Linked DNA regions of Sus scrofa: region 2 is linked to region 1. Evidence: chromatin contacts called from public Hi-C data. All regions are on one chromosome and are shown on one strand. Each heading gives the region's core, a stretch centred on a gene start, on an enhancer-like site or on the middle of the called end of the contact. The rest is flanking DNA. Distances are from core to core; before and after follow the strand shown.

Region 1 (2,700 bases), core at 80-2,579:
ACAGTGGAGTTGAGAGAACAGATTTCCCGGACATTACAATAAAAACCTCCTCTTCATTCCCATTTTTGGCACTGGGATAGGAATTCCTGTTGCTTTCTGTTTTGGTTAGAGAGGGCAAAAACAGCCCCACCCCTCATATAAAACTAAGCTAGGAAAAAAAAACAAAAAACAAAAAAACAAAAAACAAAAAACTTGCAGTGGGTTTTCCTTCTGTACACCTCTGGCAATACCTTGAGACAGAAAAACAGTGTCTGGGCATGTAGGATCAGGATCTGTAGACCACCATCAGGACTTGCTAGAGAATGTGGGTATTGTAGAAAGTCATAAGAGAACTGTGAAGAGGACCAAGTGTTTGGTGGTGGGCTGGAGCCTGCTATCTCCAGTGGGCACAATGACTCTGGCAAATCTTAATGTGAGTGAGGTCAGGTTAGACATCTCTTTCTGCATCTGAGCTACAAGGTTTGGTGTGGCTTGAGAGCCTCCTTCTCTAACAGTGGTGTAGTAATAAAACAGACCCCAGTAAGCCCAAGGCAGAAGGCCATTGCCAAATATTTCTCATGCTTTTGAAGTGGCTGGTGGCTGTGACAAGCAGTTTCTGAGCTAATTAAAATTACAGCATTAAAACAAAGTCCCACAGCCTAGGGGAAGCAAACACAAACCTAACATATGTTAGAAACCTAACATAAAGCAAATTTTTAAAAAAGTTAAAACTCACATAGTCCTTATGTTGTGCCAAACATTGTTCTAACACTTTAAATATGCAATATTAATACATTTAATCTTGACAATGCCCCTATATGGAAGGCGTTACTATTATCCCCATTTCATAGATGAGGAAACTGAAGCACACGAAGTTCAGGACTTGCCCTAGTTAGTGACAAAGGATTTAAACCCACACAGCCTAAACTGCCTTGCTTGTCTACCCAGTATGATGCAGAGAAAAGCACAAATGTGAACAGCCACTAGCTGTGTGTTGTAGTATTGCTTAGAAAAACTACCAGAGAGATGACTTGGGAAAACAGTACATCAACAAAAAATTGTCATTGCGAGAAAAACACAAACCAGGCACCATCATAGAAAATTTACGTAACCCAAGAATATGTCTGGGAACTTGGAAGGCTTTAAAGAACATAGCTCAGGTTTATTAACACAATGCACAGAGACGTTTGGTGTTCGTCCCACCTTTTGTTTCTCTCCCATGAATTCCATACCCTACTGTGAAGTCAAATCCTATTTGGTCACACCACTTCCCTCCTTGTAAATCATCAGTGGCTCCACAGTACTTATTACAGAATAGAAATTAAATTCCTTAGCATGACTCACAAGACATTTCCTAATCTGGCCTCCATTAACTTTCCAGCCACACCTTCAGCATTCTTCCCCTGCATGACAGCTCTCCAGCCACAATGAACTTCTGGCCTGACCTCAAACAAACCATGTTTTTTCATGTCTTTCAGTTTCCTCAAAATGAGGGCTGAAGACTATCAGTGCTAGAATGGGTTGAGGGCCTTCTTAGAAAGACTGACGTCCAGGTTCTACGGAAATCTAATAATCTAATGCCTGGGCATTTGGCTAAGGAATGTGTACTTTAGCAAGTTCTTCATGCAATTTACTTTTCAAGTACATCAACAGCTGAGGGCCACATTTCATTCCTTATGATGATCCTTCTTACCATCTTCCCTCCATATTTCAAATATCATCTCCTTAAAAAAAATCTTTTTAACCCTCTCCTTCCCCAGATAAAATTGACCCCTGGCCTCTTCCATGCAGTTTTTCCTTTTCATACATTTATCCTGCACCTGAATTACCTTAAATTTTTATTGGAATGTAGCTGACTCACAAAGTTGTATTAGTTTCAGGTGCACAGCAAAATAAATCAGTTATATATTTACATATATCCATTCCTTTTCAGATTCTTTTCCCATATATAGCCATATAGGTTATTACATAGTATTGAGTAATTTTCCTGTGCTATAGAGTAGGGTCTTGTTAATTTTTTTATTTTTTAATTTTTATGGTCTATACTCTGATTTCTTTGGGAACCTTAATTCTTTTGCCAACAAGTTTGTATTAAATGCTGGGGGTCCACTGATGGAGGAGGTGGCCTGGAGACCCTTGGAGCTTGGAGTCCGATGGGCACAGGAAAGTACAATCACCAGGAAAGGTGTGAAGTGCTCTGAAAGGCAGAAGACAGGGTATGTGGAAGCTGAAGGGGCACTCAGACCACGGATGTTACCCCAGTGTGCTTGCTGAAGGAAGAATGTCCCAAGGCCCAGGGGGTGTGTGCGTGTGTGAGACAGGAAGAGAAATTCAGTGTATCCTTCATAATAACTAGATGTATAGATATACTTGGGTTTTTTTCCTCAGGCTTCCTTCTTCACAATTAGTTTAAAACCATATTAAACAGATTTGCCTGTTTTGGAGAAAAGAGATTCTTCCTAGGTACTGTCAGTTGGACTATTGAGCCTTAAACCCAATAGTCTGTGTCTCAATATCTCTTTATCCTTCTCTCCCATCCACCCCTGTCCATATGTGTGTGTGTTATCATGAGTGAGTGAATGACTTAATAAATCCATTCATACATTGATATAGTAAGACACAACATTTAGCATTAAGAGTATGATCTTTAATAATCCTAGTTTCAAATTCCAGCTTTGTCCATTTCAGCTAAGTGACTTAGGACAGGCTATATAATCTTTC
Region 2 (2,700 bases), core at 156-2,655, 830 kb after region 1:
TCTTGTAAGTGGGAATGGTTCCTGAGCTTCTTCATTTTGCTTATATTTTTCTTATTCTGTGAGTTTAGGGAAACCAATTACTGTAGTCTTGGAAGGCTATTTATATGCAAGAGCACCTCTGGGTATTTTGTGAGGACTTACTATTTATTTTTGGTGTGAGAGTTTGGATGCTTGGACCAATGGAGGATAAGATGGGTTAAATTGCAGTAGCAAGAACCCATGGGAAGGTGGTGCAGGCTGCTCCTAGCTGCAAGGCCCTGGGAAGTGGCAATGACCCTCAGGCAGGTTTAGGAAGCACCTGGAGCATTTGGCAATGGCAGCAGCAAGGCATGTGCATTCCCAGAGAAGTGAGAATAATGGTTGTTGCTCAGTTGCAGTGCCCTCCTCTGTGCCAACTGCTGCAGTTACTGAGGCTGCAGGTGGTACCTCTTCACGGACCCCTAGTGGTGGTGGGCCACACCCACCTCTGGAATCAGAGATAACTGACTGTGGTGGTTTGTGGGAGGAGGTAAGTACTACATCTTACTCTTCTGCCATCTTGATCCTGACAAGGGATTCATAAATAACCTCAATGTGTTCTCATCTGTCAAGTAGTTTTCTCATCCATTCACTGTTCACTCCTTATTTACTGAGCACCTTCTAAGTATCACAAACATTGCAACACTGGGGATAAAATGAATGAGGCAGACAGTTCTCACCAAGCCTCAAGGACAAATGGGGATAGAGAGAATGAAACCGTGGGATTATAGAATGACAGATTCAGTGTAGGGGAAGTAGAGGGTGGTGTAAGAGCAAAAAGAAGGTAAACCAATCCATGTTTTAAAATCTAGGAAATCTTCCTTGGAGTAAATGAACTCTGAAGTTTCAGAAGGAAAAAAAACATCATATATTCAAAGAACAAAGTTTAGTATGGCCAGATCACATCATATGAAGTGGGACAATAGGGAATACACAAAACTGGAGATAAGGAATCAGGCCATGAAAAGTCATGTTGAGGAGTTTGGAATTTATTTTCAGGGGGGAAAAATAAGGCTATTGATAGCTTTAACTTGGGGTGTAAATATCAAGTTTTCACAGTGGTTCTCTGGAGACATGGTGGAGAATGAATTTGAGAGAAACAAACAGGAGGCAAGAAAACTTGCTAAGAAGCTATTAAGATGATTCAAGTAAGAAATTAAAGTTTCCTCAACTAGTGTTCTGGCAGTGATGATGGAAAAATAAAGATTCAGACAGATTTGAGATGAAAAAGAAAGTAGACCATGATGATTTACTGAGAGAGTGAAGGAGGTGGACATCATCATTCTCAACAGATGAGTCAGGTCCTGTTACTTCTCAGCTCAGAACCCTGCAGTGGCTCCCATCTCATTAAAAAATGAAAGCCAAAGTCTTTACAATATACCACAAGGATGACAGAGTCTGTACAACACAGCCCCACCCTGCCTAATACCTCAATGACTTCACCTCCTAATGCCCTTCTGCAAGCTCACTGTGCCTCACCCACTTTAAGGTCCTGCTATTGCTCAAACATTCCAGGCATGATCTTTACTTTCAGTCTTTGCTCTTGCACTTTGTTCTGTCCAGATGCCAGTATGGTTCACACCTTGTCTTCTTCCAGTCTTTTTAAAATATCACCTTTTCCTTGAGGCCTCCCTGATCATCCTACTAAACATTTCAACCTCCAGGACAGTACTCCCAAGTTTTCTTCTGAATACCTCAGTTTTTGATTTACAGTAAACAATAATGTAAATACTTATTTATTTTGGTTATTGTCTATCTCCCACTACTAGAACCTAAGCTCTTTTAAGGCAGGGCTTTTTGTCTTATTTTGTTTACCACTCGATCCCCAGTTCCTAGAAAAGCCAGGATATAGTAAGTACTCAATTTTTATTGAATGAGTTAGTGGGTAAACGTCATGGCTGTAGCCTAGCCAACTGATCAGATGATGATTCTAATTACTGATATAAAAGAATGAGAAGTAGGGAAGGTTTGCACTGAGAAGCTTATGAGTTCAGTTTGGGATCCTTTGGAAGATTCCCTTGCCCACTACTGCAACTATAATATTAAAAGCATTAACACTTTTACATAAGTCAAAACTGTTAACAAAATTTCAACTTTCTTAGAAAAACAGGAGTCAAACTCTTTTGTAAGAGAACAACCAATGGAATTACAGAGTTGCTCTCACTGATGGGGCATCTACATTGGTTTCCTGCAGGTCAACCAATAAGACTGTGAATTAGTATACATCATGAAGATGCCTGCAACCCTGAACTCTTCAACATGGCATAGAACATATAGTGATGTGGACACTCAGAATAAATATGTTTATGGATTCTATTTGAGGTCTTTTATATCTAGACAAAGGATTGGCAAATAATTATCAGATAATGTTGAGGTAATTTACTCAACATTTCATCTAGCAAAAGTTAATGTTTATTTCCCAAATTCTAAATCAAATATCAAGTAAAAGATAGATAAATGGAGGATAAGATGGGTTGAATTGCAGGAAAAAAAAGTACTAGCAGATGCAGTTAAGTTCTTGGTACCTAAATTTGTTTTCCTTTGTTTCCTTAACAATTTAGAAACCTTAATCAACTCTTAAATAGTGATTTTTCAGCCCCAACTGAGAACAAGTTTCCATAAATCTGTGCTTCTCAAAATGTTATGGGAGTTTCCATTGTGGCTCGGCAGGTTAGGAGCCTG

What was found. A called contact is a pair of places that touch in the nucleus more often than the background predicts.
Region 2: a contact with region 1 is called in a Hi-C map of embryonic fibroblasts, with 2.0 times the contacts expected there. The contact joins two enhancer-like sites. A contact is called at or near these places in 9 of 47 Hi-C or Micro-C datasets (adipocytes, embryonic fibroblasts, fetal heart ventricle and 5 more).

The regions. Positions count from the first base shown.
Region 1 is chr13:93,186,237-93,188,936 of Sscrofa11.1, forward strand. No RefSeq gene overlaps it. Among named protein-coding and RNA genes, the nearest start is that of RAP2B, 120 kb to the right of the region's middle. Within about 2 kb of position 1,330, at least 10 of the 83 cell types and tissues checked have an H3K27ac peak or open chromatin away from gene starts, as enhancers often do. A contact at or near this core is called in embryonic fibroblasts, where this site is marked.
Region 2 is chr13:94,012,731-94,015,430 of Sscrofa11.1, forward strand. No RefSeq gene overlaps it. Among named protein-coding and RNA genes, the nearest start is that of ARHGEF26, 140 kb to the right of the region's middle. Within about 2 kb of position 1,406, at least 4 of the 83 cell types and tissues checked have an H3K27ac peak or open chromatin away from gene starts, as enhancers often do. A contact at or near this core is called in embryonic fibroblasts, where this site is marked.